4 separate regions of the Mus musculus genome follow, and regions 1, 2 and 3 are each linked to region 4. A link is a contact called in public HiCAR-type data. All regions are on one chromosome and are shown on one strand. Each heading gives the region's core, a stretch centred on a gene start, on an enhancer-like site or on the middle of the called end of the contact. The rest is flanking DNA. Distances are from core to core; before and after follow the strand shown.

What was found. HiCAR-type assays count read pairs that join an accessible place to other places.
Region 1: a contact with region 4 is called in a HiCAR-type map of fibro-adipogenic progenitors, with 4 times the contacts expected there. The contact joins two enhancer-like sites. A contact is called at or near these places in 1 of 484 Hi-C or Micro-C datasets (uterus) and 1 of 115 datasets of contacts at active chromatin or transcription factors (fibro-adipogenic progenitors).
Region 2: a HiCAR-type map of fibro-adipogenic progenitors shows a contact between it and region 4, with 5 times the contacts expected there. The contact joins two enhancer-like sites. A contact is called at or near these places in 1 of 15 datasets of contacts at CTCF or cohesin (the NIH/3T3 cell line), 1 of 484 Hi-C or Micro-C datasets (uterus) and 1 of 115 datasets of contacts at active chromatin or transcription factors (fibro-adipogenic progenitors).
Region 3: a HiCAR-type map of fibro-adipogenic progenitors shows a contact between it and region 4, with 2.4 times the contacts expected there. The contact joins the promoter of Lyplal1 here to the enhancer-like site in region 4. A contact is called at or near these places in 5 of 39 promoter capture datasets (the 3T3-L1 cell line, embryonic stem cells, hippocampal neurons and 1 more) and 1 of 115 datasets of contacts at active chromatin or transcription factors (fibro-adipogenic progenitors).

The regions. Positions count from the first base shown.
Region 1 is chr1:186,160,654-186,164,864 of GRCm38.p6, forward strand. No RefSeq gene overlaps it. Among named protein-coding and RNA genes, the nearest start is that of Gm35201, 25 kb to the left of the region's middle. Within about 2 kb of position 2,773, at least 25 of the 459 cell types and tissues checked have an H3K27ac peak or open chromatin away from gene starts, as enhancers often do. A contact at or near this core is called in fibro-adipogenic progenitors, where this site is marked.
Region 2 is chr1:186,180,065-186,184,587 of GRCm38.p6, forward strand. No RefSeq gene overlaps it. Among named protein-coding and RNA genes, the nearest start is that of Gm35201, 44 kb to the left of the region's middle. Within about 2 kb of position 2,732, at least 99 of the 459 cell types and tissues checked have an H3K27ac peak or open chromatin away from gene starts, as enhancers often do. A contact at or near this core is called in fibro-adipogenic progenitors, where this site is marked.
Region 3 is chr1:186,115,212-186,119,491 of GRCm38.p6, forward strand. It overlaps Lyplal1 (lysophospholipase-like 1), which reads right to left and starts at 2,099. Exons shown (of 5, transcript NM_146106.2): 1 at 1,946-2,099. The coding sequence starts at 2,039.
Region 4 is chr1:185,820,542-185,824,718 of GRCm38.p6, forward strand. No RefSeq gene overlaps it. Among named protein-coding and RNA genes, the nearest start is that of Gm35023, 200 kb to the left of the region's middle. Within about 2 kb of position 1,895, at least 5 of the 459 cell types and tissues checked have an H3K27ac peak or open chromatin away from gene starts, as enhancers often do. A contact at or near this core is called in fibro-adipogenic progenitors, where this site is marked.

The DNA of each region.
Region 1 (4,211 bases), core at 1,523-4,022, 340 kb after region 4:
GGAGCTGACAGAATCCATTTCAGACTCTGGTAGGGTTAACTGACTCCTAAAATTACTGCTTTAGGGTCTAACTGCACTGAAAACGCCATGACCAAGAAGAATTTAATAGGTTATTTTGATTTATCGTTTCAGAAGAGTCTATAAAGGCAGAGAATGCCAGGCAGCAGATATGTAGAGTGGGAAGCAGGAGATCACATCTGTATCCACACCCATGAAAAAGAAAGGAAACTACAAGGGGGGATGAGATATTAAACTCTCAAACCCTTACCGCAGCGAGATACTTCCTGCAGCAAGGCTCTACCTCCTGAAGTCTCTACAGCTTCACAAACAGTGTCACCAATTGAGAACACCACACCCAAATATCTGAGCCTGTAGGAGATATTCTTTATTCACACCACCATGAGATCCATGGCTTTTGTAAGTCAGTGACACACAGTGGAATAGATTTACATAGAGAGAAACTAATGGTTCTTATCCCTGCCTTCTCTGCATTGCCGGAGACAGAGCTCAGTCAGTACATTTCTGAAGCCTCCTTGTTTTGGCATAGACATCCCCTTCCCTAGGTGGACCAGTAGGGAGTGAGATTCTGAGCGTCATTCCAGGAGAAAAGCCTAATTCTAAACTCATCCTCAATGAGCTGTCAATCACCTGCATCCCTTAAAGCAACTGCTCTGTTCTCCAGCAGGTTCAGTGGACTCTCTTATCACTGGGAAGAGGAGTGTACCTGATAACAGCTTTTACTGGACTTATCATGGTAGCAGTTAGTAGGAGCTGGAGAAAACAGAAATTGTGTAATATCCAGAGTTGGGTATGACAGGAAAAAGTTTTTGAGAGGAAAGTGGGTTCCAGCTGGTTTGGATTGGGATCATATTCATTCAGTCTTGTGGAAGCTACAGGATAATTTAGTTACCTGAATGTATGTTTCTTTTATTAATTTTAAATAAAATATTATCCCAGTGTGACTTAGACGATAAATACTGAAAACATTTTATCATAATAGATATATTCTAACTTTAGTATCTTTTAAAATTCACAGCCAATAGTTTAAATATTCAGAACAAGCAAAAATTTAATTTTTACTCAATCGTTTTATCTTGACAATCAGAAGATTGATCCTGAAAATATTTTATTATAGACATATTGGCATTGCTACATTTTAAAATTCACAGGCAGTATTTTAAATATTCAGAAGAGGCAATAATTAAATTTTAACTATATTATCTTATCCCAACCAGGTGTGGAAAGGCTTTTTGGATCATAATAATAGTAATAAACTTATCTGAGGGTCTCAACGACAGTTTACAGATCTCTTCCATTTAATTTAACATTAAGTGCTTATTTTATGTGAAAGATATTGTCTGAGGCCTCTGACCCAACATAAAACAAAATGAAATAACTAAATCCTACCGTAGATGATGATTCTTTACGGAGAAGAGTCTGCAGTCCTAGAGAGGAGGTACACCTGCTGAGTGCTGAGGTCAAGGCCCTGCTAGAGCTTGGGACCTATGGTGGTTTGAACAGGAAATGTGCCCCGCCCCGGATCATGGTTGGAACACTTGCTCTGTAGTGGGTGGCCTGTTTGGGGGCAGCTGTAGAACCTTTAGAAAATGGGGGCTTGCTGGAAGAAGTAGGCCTCTGAAGTGTGGATCTTCTGTGTGACATCCCTCCTTACTGTTGAGCTGATCTTTCTCCCTGCTTCGTGATTGCAGAGACAATGTGAGAACCTTACTGTCACTACCACAGGGCCTTTGTGCCTCTGCTGTCATGAATGACTGTGTCCCTCCAATGACTAGCCAGAACAACCGTCTTCCCTCCCAGACAGCATTGTCAACGTGTCAGACAGCGACAACACAGCTAATGTTGCAAGCAATGCACTTTTCACCTTTGGCCAAACACCGTATTGCAAATGCTGCATCTTGGCTTCTACCTCCAGAGGTTCTATTGTATGGCTCTGAGAAGTGTGGTTTCTGTACCATGGTCTTAAAGATACTCATTGCTCATTCCAATGTACGCCCAGGTCAAAGTCAAGGTTCATAGTTCCTAGACATGGTAACTAAGAGAAATCAGGGGGTAGATAAAGTAGGTATCACACCTTTCTAATCATTCATTCATGCATCCATCCATGCATCCACCCATGCATCCATCCATGCATCCACCCATACATCCATCCATGCATCCATGCATCTGTCCAACACATATTCTATTCACTTTACTGTTTAGTGGAGTAATGGAGCTAAGTCAAATAAAGGATAAAACTATAATGGAGCTTTCTCTCCTACGTCTTTTCATCACACAAATAATGCCACTGCTTTGATCTCATTTGATTTTCTCAATAGCACTGTATGGGATGACTGAAAACTAGAGGGGCCATTTTTTTTTCCAGGAAGCTGATCATTAGGTTGCTCTGAGTGTGAGGGAGTTCTGCTACCAAGACTTCACTCTGCAGATTCGGCTCTTTTCCAGTAGCTGTTCTTATTCTTGGGAGAAGTCAAGAAATGCAAAATTCCTTGGATTTGAGCCGAGAGAGAGAGAAAGAAAGAAAGAGAGAGAGAGAGAGAGAGAGAGAGAGAGAGAGAGAGAGAGAGAGAGAGAGATCTGGAAAAAGAATGATGTAAGGCTGTATACTCGGGTGGAGGTCAAAGGAAAATCTGGGGAGTCAGTGGCCAAAAAGCAAGCAAAAGGAGTTGACGGGCCTTGCTACCATGACTCCGCAATAACAGTGAGCACTTGGGAAAATCAGCAGGTCATGCTGAAAACAACACGTTCTGAGAAACGATGACAGCTCCACTGATTTGCAACTTGGATGGAGATTGCGAAAATGAACAAAGGAGGCTGCTGCAAGGGAATGATGCGCAGGGGGAAGCTTCTTAAGATGCACACGCAGGCCTGGCGCATCGCACCGAAGGGCGAGCTCTGCTTTAAGAGTAAACAAAGGAACCTGAGACCCAGCTGTCAGTTGTGTGCTCTTTGCACAGATCATTTAAACTTTGCGTTTATGAGTGGAAGGATATTGCTGCTCAATAGGGTGTAGATTAGCTTAGTTTTGTAAAGCTTGTTTGTGTCATAAAATAATCAGGCTCCTTAAAAAAAAAAAAAAGTCAGGGCTGCAGAGTCATGCTCCATCATTCATCCAGGCAGAACCCAACTTAAAATCAGAAACATATGTGGAGGGAGGAGCCATGACTGCACTTTTAGTTGTTCCCCCCCCTCGTGAGTTCCTATGGAAAGGAATGCAATGATAAAATTGATGCAAACATACACCCCAGGAATATATAATAATTTGTAGGATATAATTATTTTCTCTAAGTCTTTTATGTAACTACTATAACAAGGTGATAATGGAAGCTAGGAACTCTCTTCTTATCTGAGGAAGTTATTTAATGTGGGTTAAAGCCATGGCCGTGCTTCTCTAGCTCCTCCTGTATCATCCCTGTCCTCAAACCCAAGAAGGAGGTGAGCCATTACAACGTGGATCATGTCTGGAAGAAGCTTGCTTCCCATTTTATTTTCCTGAATTTAATATTTAATTTAATAACTTATATGTCTGTCTGTCTGTCTGCCTGTGCACTTCCTTCCACATGTGTATACTAAATGCCATGGTGCCCTCAGAGGGCAGAAGGGGGTGTTGGAAACCCTGTAGCTAGAGTTACAGGCATTTGTGAGTCATTGTGTGGGTGGGTGCTGAGACCAAACTCAAGTCCTCTACAGCAACTGCTGCACCATCTCTACAGCCCCACGTAAACTTTCTTAATGGATGCTTATCTGGAAAAGCTTTCAAATTCTACTTGTCCTGTGTCTATTTTCTTTGTGTCTATTTTCTTTGTGAAAGGTAGCAGAAGATTGTTACCTACTTGGGGTAAGAAATTCTTGTTCATATATTTTATTTGCAAATAGTTTCTCCTAGTGTATGACTTATGTTTTTACACACGAATACCCCTTGAGAAGTATAAATTCTAATTTTTGGTAAGTGTGTATATTATTTGTATTTTATAAATTAAGCTTTGGATACCAAAGTTGAGAAATGGCCTGTGGCTTTGTCCTCATGGGAGCGGGGCTGTTGAGGATTGGTGAGTTTGGGTTGCAAGGGATCGATGAAGAGTAGTTTGATTCACAGTGCAACACAGAGGTAGAGCAGCAAGAAAAGAACAACACTCTACACCATATAGATTCTCAGGAGAAGTGAAGATTCCATGTATACAACAGTATCACCT
Region 2 (4,523 bases), core at 1,482-3,981, 360 kb after region 4:
TCATTTTTGTTTGTTGGTAGTGCTATGGAGTGCACCAGGATCTCAAGTACTCCCTGGTAGCAATCACTTATTGTTATAACTATGTTTTGATTGTGGGTTTTATTTTGTGTGGTACAATATTTTTGCATATAACACATTGGCCTTGAACTTCCAATCCTCTTTCCTCAGCCTCCTGAGTACTGAGATAATGGGTATGCCTCGCCAAACCTGGCAGCTACTATCTTTGAATGAGTGTTCAGGTTGGAAGATCCTTTGGCCTGGTAGAGCATAGCCCTGGCAATCCATCTGGACCAGCTGGTTCTGGATTGGTTCACTCTTAGCCTGAAACAGGTATCATTCCTATTTCTCTTGTTGGCATTGGCCTGAACTGGTCATAACTATCACAGGCGATGGGAGCAACCAAAATTGAACATAAAGGGAGACCCTCATGGATTCATAGGGTTCTTGAAGAAATTAGGCAGATCATGAAAGTGTAAGGGAGGAGAGGCTAGGAGAGGTGAGCAGGGAGAAGAGGTGAACAATGTTTTATTCATAACTATACTGGCTTTGCCCTCAATCTGGCTTTGACCTGTCTTTGAACATACGTTGGATGTGTTATTTGCCATTTCATTCAAATGTTCACTTCTGTTCCACAGTCAAGCACGTGGGTGATCTTTTCATCCAAGGAAATGTAAGCTCAGAGGTTACATAACTCACCAACTGAAGCCTTATTCCTATAAGGACAGAGAGGTAATGAACCTTCCGTTTATATTTTCTCATTATAGATTAATAAAGGAGGATGCAGATATTCAAAGAGGCAAAGCTATCATAACCACAGTCAGACCTGCTGAGCGTAGGCTTTGATCTGTTAATGCCAATCTGTTTGAAGCATCAAAATAGAAAGGGGCAGGGAAGGAAGGGCAAGATTAGGAATCTAAGCCTTTGAAGTGTCTGCCCTGTGAAAGCCATCTGTAAAACTGTAGGCTGCGTCCCTGTCCCATCAAATCAGACATAATCTTAGTTTACTTAAAGAGACCCTGAAGCTGGTAGCTCACTTTACAGATGGCACGCTGTGCTGTGGAAGAGAAGTCTCCCCACAGGTAGGAACCTAGAACCAGTGGAAATTGTTAAAATGCTACTTTAAAGTAAACTCTACTATTGAGACATTTGAAAAAGACACTAAGCCAGTGTTGAATCAGGCTCGGCCCCACTCCAGTCACCCCATGTTGTGCAAAACAGTGGTCCGTGCCCTGCCTTGAGAGAGACTGTTTCACCTGCAGCTTTTGAATCCAGACTGAAGATGAAGGATGATTGCGCACTTCAGTGTACATACAAATGGCTCGCTCTGTCAGCCAATGAGGCACAGGCTGATGAATGATTGGTTCCTGGAAGGAGAAAACATGCTACCATATGTAATTAAGGTACATTGAGATGATCTAAGCACATGAGCTTATTTCAATCATATCAGGAAAGCACCCAGCCTTAGGAAAGAGGAAACTTCCTCACCTGGAACATATAATACTGCCATGTACAGTGGTGACTCTGCTGATCTGTCACCTGATACCTTGTGTGTGCTTTAAAGGGACAACAGGCAGGGAACATTCCAGCATCCCAGGGTCTTCAGCTTGATTTGCCTTCACTGGTGACACAGTCTGTTTTAACTGTTCTCTCTGTTTGCTATTTGTACAGTGTAGAATTCTGCAGTGGTAGCCATGTGTAACCTAACATAAGTTTTATGTCTATATAGTATTGATATATTTACTGTGTAGTGTGTGTGTGTGGTATAATTGCTGTTGTAATGTGTGATCTGAGCTTAGAATAAAAGAACCTATTTCTTCAGCCAGCTACCTGGAGACTTTGGGACTCCTTGACAAATGTTGCCAATAAAACCAACCTAGCTGATTGTTATTTAATAAAGCCCAGCACTGTGAAAAGATACAAATGTGGCTGTGTTTACAAGTCAGCGAGCTCACAGCAGTTCGCCCAGATCTCTCCTTTTCAGAGATGGTGATAAAGCTATATTGACTTCGTAAAACAGATAAAGAAATTGGAGTGAGAAATACAAGATATTGAGTCAGCACAGCCAGGGATCAAGATGTTCCCTGGAGTCTTTTTGTGTGATCACGTCCCATAGCCAAGTTCACTTATCCAAGAGGAACAAGTGATTAGCCAGTTCTTTTTTTCTTTCTTTCTTTCTTTTTTTTTTTTTTTTTAAATGAACTTTGGCACTCAGCAAAATGAATGTGGAAGACATATGGCTGGGTCCTGTGGCCAAAGTCAGAATTGAAAATTTTTCCCTTTCAGGTCGTTGGCAATCTAGCTTGAGAGCCCCTGGCCAGCTAGAGGTTTGTCCTCTCTCTGTCCTGTGTTCTGCTTAGCATTTCTTTGGCTCTTTCTGAATCAGTGAATGATATCTGCCTTTACAGTAGAGAGAAATTTGTCATTTTGAGATTGGTAATATGTCAGCGACTCCATGCCCTACCTACAGCACACGCTAGCTGCAGGGACTGTGGGAGCAGGCACCGTGCCTATCTCCATGTCTACAGGAGTAGACAACAACGTCCTCCCTAACTCCTGACCCCTGCAAAGGGCTTCCCCGAGATGAGAGCTGCGCTACACAGTTATTTATGAGACGTTAACCTTCGATCATTTCCAAGGCACAACAAAGCCTTCTTCTCTGGGTTACTTATTTATTTATGCCAGCATTACAGTACTTCATTATTGCCACAGGGGGAACCGTCGGCTTAATTTTGCTTCGGAGACAGTGCTGCTGAAGTCATTCGGCTAATGATTTATGCCCCGCGTGACTGGGCAGTCGTCTGTGCTTGCTGATTATATCTTGTTTACTGTTTATAACCAGCAGTCATTATGCCACCGAAGGCCCCTGCCAGCTCACCGCGTTTATTTATCCCTGTGGATCTTTAGATACGCTGGTTAGTATAGAAAACTTTTGAATGGTTTAGTATTTTTTAAAAGCCCCAGAAGCTGTGAATTAAACCACTGTGCTCTCTGCCTCACGGGAGAAAGAGTTTGTTGAGAGTGAGCGGTGAACAGCACGCCCCCATCCCCCAGCTCTCCTGCTTGCTTCTGGTTTGATCAGAAAGAAAGCCTGAGTGCTTTTCAGGAATATGGGGCTGTGACTCCGTCATCAGTTTTGGGTTCTGAGATCACAGGTTTTTCCCCTTGGCTGCCGCAGATTTTACCATATTAAGGAAACAGTTTGCTTAGAGAAATGCTGCACGTGTATACAGGTATACAGGCTAGGTTTGGTGGCTGGCAGGACTCACCCATTTAGCCCTGGGGCCAGCCTCTGTGAACAAAACCTTTACAACCAGCCTGCAAGATTTTTTTTTCTTTGTTCTGAGATGCACAGGGCAGATGAACCACATGGACAGGCAGAGAAAGGGACGGTTTGTATAACGTGGCAACATGTTTCCGCACTGGGAGGTGGCGAGGCATCCTTCACTCTGATTTGTGAGACAAATTCCCTCCTCGATGGGCGCTGGAATTCACCAATGAGTCTAAATGGTCTATAAGCCCCAGGCACCTGCCTAGATCTGCTCCTCAGGGCAGAGAATGACACCACACCTGACTTTTCTACTAAGGGGTTGGGGATCTGAACTCTGGTCCTCACGTTTGCCTGGCAAGCTCTTTACCCACTGAGCTATTCTGCTTGCCCTTTGCAACGATCATGTACAAATGCCTGTCTTGACACTGTTCCCACTCAGAGAGAAGGAAGGAAAACCTTACTGTTCTTGTGAGCAGCCGCAGACCAATCTGGATGACTGGTTCTGAACTTAGCTTTCTCCATCGAAGCTGTTGGCTGCCGAACCCTCCCCGCTCCTCCCCCCACTTTCCTTTGCTTTTACTTTTACATAGTTCTCTCTCTCTCTCTCTCTCTCTCTCTCTCTCTCTCTCTCTCTCTCTCTCTCTCTGCCCCTGGAATAGCTTCATATCTCTGCTCCTTAGTCAGCCAGTTCAGCCTGGTCACAGAGCTGCTTTCTCTGTAGACTGGTGATCCAGTTGAACAATGAGTGCTTGCCCAGGGAACTCAGGCACCTCACATTGAACAAAACACAGGGCACAAGGCAAGAGTTGTTTCTGACAACAGGTTTAGATATGAGAATAAAATCCCTCAACTGCTATAATGCATGTGGACAATTCAACCAAAAAAAAAAAAAAATCAGGAATTGAGTACATCAGTTTGTACGTAGAGAGCCAGGGCCAGTCTCTAAGGATGGGAACAAAACTGTTCCCATGTTTCAGTGTTATAATTTGAACATCTGTATATAACTTTAGTCCCAGAGAGTCCCCTGACACTGTCTTCTATATCAAAAACGGCCAGACACAAAAAGGAAATATATGTGATGTGTGTGTGTCTGCACGTGCGTGTGTGTCTTTAAAACACAAACCAAAGAGTAATAACAACTGTTTGATTCTCCTCATGACTCTATTTTCCTCACACAGATGCAAACCTTGAGCATAAATATTTGCAATATTATAACACATGGGGATATGGAAGCCATCTTATTTAGACATCATTT
Region 3 (4,280 bases), core at 849-3,348, 290 kb after region 4:
AGGCTGAAGCCAGCCACAGAGAAGACCATTTACATCATTCACTGTAAGAGTCGCCGTTTCCCCTCAAAGTTTGGAAGTAGAAAAAGGTTCAAATACACCTGGTGGCATATTCACCCAGGGAGGCCAGGAACTTATGTAGGAGCAGAGGCAGGAAACACAGAGCACAGCTGATACTGGTTTGTCCCCATGGCTCATGCTCAACCAGGTTTATACAACCCAGACCCACATGCACAGGAGAAGCAATGGCCACAGCAGGCAGGAGCCTCCTAATCAACCAACAACTGAGACCATTCACCATAGACACTGCCACAGGCCAACCTGAACTGGGCAATTTCTCAGCTGAGACTCACTTTTCTCAGGTGACTCCAAGTTCCAATTAATTAATAATAACAATTAGCAGAACAGGCCAACTCCTAAAAGATCTTTTTATACATCAATGGAGATCCAATTATATAAGAATAATATACCTGAACATCTGGAAGAATTATTTAGATGAATTTTTTTCCAATGTACAAAGGCAAGTTTTACACACGCATGCGCGTGCGCGCGCACACACACACACAGACAATACACACAAATGAATAAAATACATACAGAATAGGTGACTCTGTTTTCAGACATACATTATAGGTTATAAAAATGTCAGTAATTTGAAATAGAAAAATAGGAAGCACTAAGCAAGGTGGTCCAGATGGGGGGAAAAGAACAAACTCTAGTTCTTTCTAAAGACACTGAATTAATTACGAGAAGGAATTACTATGTGGGAATTTTGGATGCTCATCACTGAATTCTCTTGGGTGCTGGATTATTAGGCAGCTAGCTATAAAGGTGTAAGTCTCGTGCCAGGCCTTTCCCTTTACACAACTTTTATTACTCTATTTCTAGAATGATACACCATAGTTGAGGGTTTCCCTCCCCCTCCCCCCAGAATATTAATTCCAAGTCAGACATTTGGATTCAAACCCAGCCTCACTACTCCTTAAGCAACAGCAAGAAAGCGTTTCTAGTCCCGTTTTGTTTTTTTTTTGTTTTGTTTTTTTTTTTCAAAATGGAGGGAACACTCCAATCCCGTCGTGTTCTAGTCCCCTAAGCCTACACAGGCCTCAGCATAACGCAGTGCTCCTGAAAAGCTCTGACAAGCCCTTCATTCACAATGTCCAACCCCATTTTTTTTTCTTTCCTTACTATTCTCTTGGCAGTAGCCCATGCACCATCTTGTGATCTCCTATCCACTGCTGACTCAAATTAATTGAATTGTTTTTGTTTTTAAATTTAGGTAGGCCCCTTGAGGACACCGCCTGGATCTCATTTCTTAAATTAAAAAAAAAAAAAAAATTTTTTTTTTTTCCTTTCCTGAGAACTTACCCCGGGCCAACCAAGCACAGTGAGCAAGGATTAAGTCGGTGATTCTTGTGTTTTCCTCTAAGGGTGCTCCCTAAATGAAGCGGACTTTATACTTACCTCGAAGGTTTTACAAGAGGGCATAGGGGAAACCAGGGTGGTGGACCATCAAAAAAGACAGGTGGGAGGCGCAGGGGAAACCCGCTGGTGGTGCTAAGCATACACTTACACAGTGTAAATATGATCCAAAAACGTCTCTATGACACCGGCAAGGCAGACAACAGCTTAGGACCTGCAATAGGGGTGTGTGGTGGGGTATGTATGTCAGATCACTGCTGGTCGACCCTGAAACAGTGGTTAATCCACGTGCCTGGAGACTTACACCGATATGGTGCTATGACTGAACTTGGGGTTAGGTAAGGACTGCCGTTCGACCATGCTGTGGGTGCACGGGTCAAGCACACCAGCGAAGGAAGGAAGAGGATGAAGATGAGTGCTATACAGAAAGAGGAGCCCTCGGGCGACCCTGGGCGCTGGGGGACCGAGAAGAGGGTGCTTCCCCTACTGTAGCGAGCGGGTCGGAGACCACGAGACTGTAATGCACCTGAGCCGTGCAGGAAGATCAGCGAGGCACTGTGTCTCCCGGTCGGGGACACCACACAACGCGGCAGGTGAACAGCGCTGGGCACAGCAGCCATGGCGGAGGAGAGATGGCAAGGCGCGCGGCCACGTCCCTAGCGTCACGGGGCCGCGCGCGCAGGCAAGCAGCACCAGCATGGGTGTGCGCATGCGCCGTGCCTGGCGCCCCGCCCCTAAATCTGACGAAGGAGTGCTCAGCTCTGGATTCTGCTGAGGAATGCTTTCCTTAGGTCAGGTTCCTCCATTGTAATGACTGAGAATAAACTTTAGTCCCGAGAATTTGCTGCAGGTTTTAAACTGCAGTTCTAAAGCTCAGGATCACCCAGTTTGGGAAATATTACTGTCTTTAAATTTTTACAGATATAACCATATTTTATATAACCATCCGCTTTGGGGCTTGCACCAGATGTTCGTAGCTTTTTGCACACAGGGTGACCCAGCCATATAATAATTTCTTTTGTATGTGTGTGTGTCTTTGTCTTTTTTCTAATAGTTAACAGATAGATCTAATTTAATGAGCTAGGACTTCACATTCTTTGGCATGGCTGTTAGCAAAACTGTGGGCAATGATTAGTGGAAATGATTACAAGCTGGAGATGGTTGTGCGTGGCTGATGGCAGCAGGAAGTAACATGAAAATAAGTGTGGGATTAAATGACCCACAACTTCAATTTCTGGATACATCCCCTTCCTAAAAAGAACAAATCAGGCACTTAGATAGAGGCTCCTACATCACTATCTGCGGTGGTATTTACAGACCGCAAAGGATAAAACAACCCCCATGCCATCTCCACGCGGATGGACAGGATACATGGTATGCGTGTACCAGTAAGTACCGTCACTGCTAACAAAGACAGAATTCCCATCCCAGTACAAAATAGACTAGCTTGTGTTGTAATCATAAAAAGATAAAGAGCTATAACAATATGTTCTGGCAGGGTGTGGGGGAAGGATATGTCTCAGCGGGCCCATGCCAAGGCAGTCCTTTCCCCTGTATAGAACAGAGCTTATTCAGGGCATGGGGAGAGGAGTTAAGAGTGTAGAAGAGGCAGAGAGAGGCAGGGAGTAGAGAAGCAGAGGCCCGCCATGAGCACGTGTAGAGAGGGGTGAGGGGAATGGGGCAAGAGGCAAGGGAGAGAGAAGCAGAAGTAAGAGAACACGAGAGGCAGGAGAGGGAGAAGGGGCCAAGCAGCCCCTTTTGTAGTGAGTCGGCCTACCTGGCTATTGCCAGGTAACTGTGGGGATGGAATCCATACAGAATACCAATAGCTTTGAAAACACTGTGTTGGTTAAAAGAGACAGATAGAAAAGGAGAAACTAACTGACTCCATCCAGACAGGCAGTAAAAGAAGGCTTTCCTTACAAGGGCCAACTCACTATAAAAGCCACAACAGGAAGGTAATAGGGACTGGAGTCCTACCTGCAGGCTAGGCTTGGCTTCTTACCTGGAACTTGACCCTTCCTAGAGTCACAATCACTGTTAGACAGGGCCAGACTGTTCTGAATCTAAGCACTGCTCCTTCATCTTTCCATGACTTGAAAGCTATGGTTGCTTTCATCTACAGTTACAGAACAAACATCTCTGTCCCTGGAGTTAGAGATGCCATCTGGTAGGCACACTGTTGGGGCTGTGCTTCTTTCCGGTCCTATCATACTTTGAAATGTAATTAGGTTGCAGGCTGTCTGGCAGCCCCTTTTAAGACCGATCTTTTGCTCTGTTACATTGGCAGTGGGAATATCCAAGGAGGATTTTCACTGTTACATTCTTTCCCTCTTCCTACAACTTCTTGTTTCTTTGTTGCTGCTCATATGTTTTTAGCCAGTCTGTCCAATCACCCTGTTTGATAACATCAGTGATAGACCAAAACAGTCAGCATAGAGCACACAACTAAAGCAAAGAAAAGAAATAAGAAAAACAGTCTTCCATTTTTTCCCAAATTTTTTTCATGTCTTCTGGGATAAAAAAAAATACAAGGTTAAGCTAGGTGTGGTGGCACTTGCCTTTAATCCCAGCATTGGGGAGGCACAGACAGCAGATCTCTGTGACTCCGGGAGCTCCCTCTGGGTGTTATGGGAGATACCAGGTCAGGGTTTAATTTCCTATGCTGTGTTTAGGAATTCTTTAAGGTGAATGTGTTATCTTTACAGAACATGTGAAGGTCCCGCCCTTGGAGTGCAGCATCTGATGTTTGAGATGGTGGCAGTTACATGAAATCCAGCCCATTACCCCTTTTCTCATTTATGACCCTGAATGTGTCTTCTCTGTTGGTTAATTAATTAATTAATAATTTTTACTTATTC
Region 4 (4,177 bases), core at 645-3,144:
TGCATGCATGTGTGTGTATGACTGCATGCATGCATGCATGTATGTATGACTGCATGCATGCATGTACAGATGAATACATACATGTGTGTATGCCTTTGTGTATCTATGTAGGCATTTATGTATTTACTTGTTTTGAGACAGGGTCTCACTATGTAGCCCAGCTTGGTCTTGAACTCCAGAGTCTCCTGTTTCAGCCTCCTGAAGTCTAGGATTATAGGCCCGGGGCACAATTCCCTGGTTGAGTCTGACTTTAGTGATATTATGCAACACGACCTCATTTAACTCCCTTATGGTATCCCAGAAGCAAGAGCTACAACCCAATTCTGCGCCCCTGACCACCTGCTGTGAGCTCCACACTCTGTTCCTTAGCCTATCTCCTTTATTTGTTACCTAACTGAAACAGAAGTATTTGTTTTTTTTTTTTTATTGTTTGCCATTTTCATTAAAATTAAGGATACTGATGTTCTAGATGCAGACAATGTATTTCAATTTTAGTTTTGCTTTTGATTATAATCATAGTTGGGTGATATTTTCCATTGGTCTTGTCATCCGTTCACAAGCATGGTGCTTATGTAACTTGACTTGCTTATTGATTCACAGGGCTGATTAATTCCCTTTTATCCTAAAAGAGCATACGGACTTGCCGCCCTTTAAGGAAACTGCTCTCTGAATCTGTGTCAGTACTGCGGTATCCGTTGAGTGTCTCTCGTCATCGGGAATGGAGAATGTACTGTTATTGCTGGGCACTGGCTGAGTCCCTTCAAGGATTAGGTACTGATTTCCTTGAAACATTCACTCCAGAGGATCCAGAGGATCGCATGGAGCCTCTGCTGCTTCAGCCTTGGAGTTTGTCCCTTACACAGCATGGTCTTTGCCTATTTCATAGTCTGTCATGAAGACATATACATGTCTGGCTGGGCAGTCATCCAGAATACACAGAGGAAATTGACAAAGATGCATGAAACTATTGCGTTACCTAGAGAGAGCTCCCAGGTGTCACTCCTGGAGCATAGACAACTGGTACTCATTAAAGACATGACTGGGTGATTAGGTGAGTGGGTACCTGAAGTCTTCATTTCCAGCCCACAGAAAGGTTAAACTATCCTTTCTTAACAGTTCACATGATGTTGGGCCTCCTCTTCTCACTGGTCACAAGATGTATATTTAGAATACCACCACATTGCTAAGGGAGTGATTTGGTTGTTACAACAATGAGATAAACCTGCAAGATTCACCCTGAGGAGGGGGAAGGCAGGTGGAGGGGAGGCAGGTTTCATTCCACTACCATTGCTGGCACCTCTGTCCAGCTGCTGTTGTCTAAAGTGAACATAGCATTTAACATAGCTCATATACATATACCTGTATCCAATGCATATAGCGAAGTCTGAGGGCAGAGCTATGTGCCACATGTTCAGATGGCTACAGAGCCCCCACTTCTTTCTGTCATATTTGAGGAGGACACTCTTATTTATCACTGGTTTTACAACCAAGGAGCAAAGAGTCAGTACAGTCAATTCTGCCACAGTCACTAAAAATTGAAACCTAATTGTCAGAGCTCACCTAAGGACATTTCCAGCACTGACAATGGCCCAGAGTTGTTTATGTGGCCTGGGAGGTACCTAACCCAGATGAGTCACTCGCATTTAGCTTCTAAGATTTGGCCAATTTCTCTATTTTAGAATCCACAAATATTACAGTTTCCACGAGAAACCTCAGAGGTCCCATCCCTGGCTCAGGAGAGGTTTAGCACACTCCACCCAAGAGTCTTCCAGTACTAGGCTTCATTCATTTTCCAAAACTCGAGCATGTTCTGTTTATTAGCCCACTGCACATCATTAAAAGAAACCCACACAGCAACAGTTAGCTGATTCCTAGCCATGCAGGGCTGCAGCGACCTTGACCTCATCTGCCTCCCATGCTCTTGGATTTGATCAATTCCCAGAACCCGACGTTCTGTAGAGAGGCCTCTGACTCAAACAAACGAGGGCGTTTCGATGGCCTGTTTCCACAAGGAATTAAGTGCTCTCTTTGGATGTGTCTCTTGACATCCATTCACTAAGCCTTACAAAAAGAAAGTTTCCAGGAGCAAGTAGGGTTTACGAAATAGTCAAATGCATTTGATGTGCAAATAAAGGCTGTGCATGTAAAACTGGAGGGAGCCGGAGCAGAGGCTGGACATTGGGACATTTTCTTCCATCCTTTGCTCCACAGTATTTGAGCATTGTGACTTTGGGGGTTGATTCTGCTCTGAGAACCAAAAGCAATGCCTTTTGATGGAAGGTAACAGAGCTGCTGCCAGTCTCTAACACCCCTCTGTGATTCCCTTCATCCTTGAGGGATTGGATCGAGATCTGGGCTGGAGAAAGGGAAAGGTACACCTGTTGCGAAGGAACCAGAATCTTGGAAGAGATCTGGCAGAAATAGCCAGTGGTGACTCAGGAAGGCTAGCACTCAGCAAGGGCACTACAGAACTGAATTAAAGGGCCCACAAACTTCGGTTTCCACATGTGTTCTTAAGGGCTTCCTCCCTCTTTCTAGTCCTAAATATGTTTAGAGCCAAATCAATTTGAGCTCTGGCTTTGGGTTTGTGACAACAGGGTAGTCTCCTTGAAGCATCATCGGACTTGGGAAGCATGCAAGTAGAAGGGATGTTCCTGTGTGCCTGTGACACAGCAGCGAACACTTATTTCTGTGGCGTGTGATGGACTGAAGACTATCACACAATAATTAACAGGATAAGAAGGAGCTCTCCTCACCTTTCATAACAAACTTGCCTTAATGGATAGCTATTAGTCTCTATTCGTTTATTCTAAGGCCTCGTTTTCCATAAAAAGCAAAAGGACTATGACCCCCATAAAGGAAGAGGTGCCAAAGGAGAAAGTACTTTGTCCTAAAAGTGTAGTGATGTCGATGGGAACTCTTCTTCATGTGATTTGATGAAATTCCTGGAATTTCACCTTGGCAAGTCAGCCCATCAACAAACATGCTGAGTTAAGGGTAATTTTCTTCAGTGTCCCTCACACTAGGAAGTTAGCACATAGTAGATCCTTAAGAATTATCTTCCTAGATGCTACATTGTGAAGTCTGCAGTGTTTTTATTTAGTTGATGACCTGGAATTTAATTGTTCACAGTAGGCTTGAGGACAAAAAGGTCCAGCAAATGGTAGGTTGTTGACAAAGATGTCTTCCAACAATTTTTCCCATGCCTTACACAAATGGTATATTGCCATCAAGATGAAGACTAGTTCCCTACCTATGGACTCATAGGTAACATTTTACAAATTGTTTTGACTAACGCAATGCAGTGGGAACAGTTTTCTGAAATTTCTGAAACCAGCTTGAAAAAGACTTACAAATTCTGTTTTCATTCAAAGTGTATATATCTAGAGATCACGGAAAAAAGTTTGTGTTAGACTTGTTGGCATGTTGGCACGTGGAGTAAGGGAGGCTCAAGCAGTTCCTGGCCACTGGAGCCTTTTTAACTGAGATGCCAAATATGTGTGTCTATGATCTTGGGTGTTCCAACCCTCGCGGAGCTCCTAGCTGAATGCAGCCATGTGGCTGACCCCAGCTGACACCACTGGAAAGGACCCAACAGACTCCAGCCGACCTACAGAGCCATGAAATAACAAATCATGCTGTCTTAATCCCTAAGTCTTGAGTCGGTTTATGGTTTATTAAGCATCAGTAAATAACTGGAAGCCACAGGGGGCTAGGCTTACCCAGCTCTGAACCCTTGATTGACTGAGGGTGGTTTGTGTATGTGGGGGAGGGGGGTGGATTTCTTATCTGTAGCTTATCTGGTTTGTGGACTTTGTCCTTGTCACAAGTTGTGCTTCCCTGTAGAGCAAATGTGAGAAGCCATACCAAGGGTTGGTATAACTTTAAAAGCCATATCATCTGGACTTAAATAACAGAACTTTTGTAATAAAAAAACAACAAAGGGAAGGTATGCTCAATGGATAGAGTGACGAGAAGATAGAACTTGATTCCAGGTTAGCTATGTTAGCATCTTGATCTAACTGAGCAAAGTCGACAGGCATTGCTAGCTAGAATAAGAAAGAGTAGTGGATACATATCATTTTATGTTTAGAAACTTCTTTGATGTGCTATGTTTCATTCGATGCTCACCTTAAACTTCTGAGAAAAATGTACTTTAAAATACAAATTCAATTTC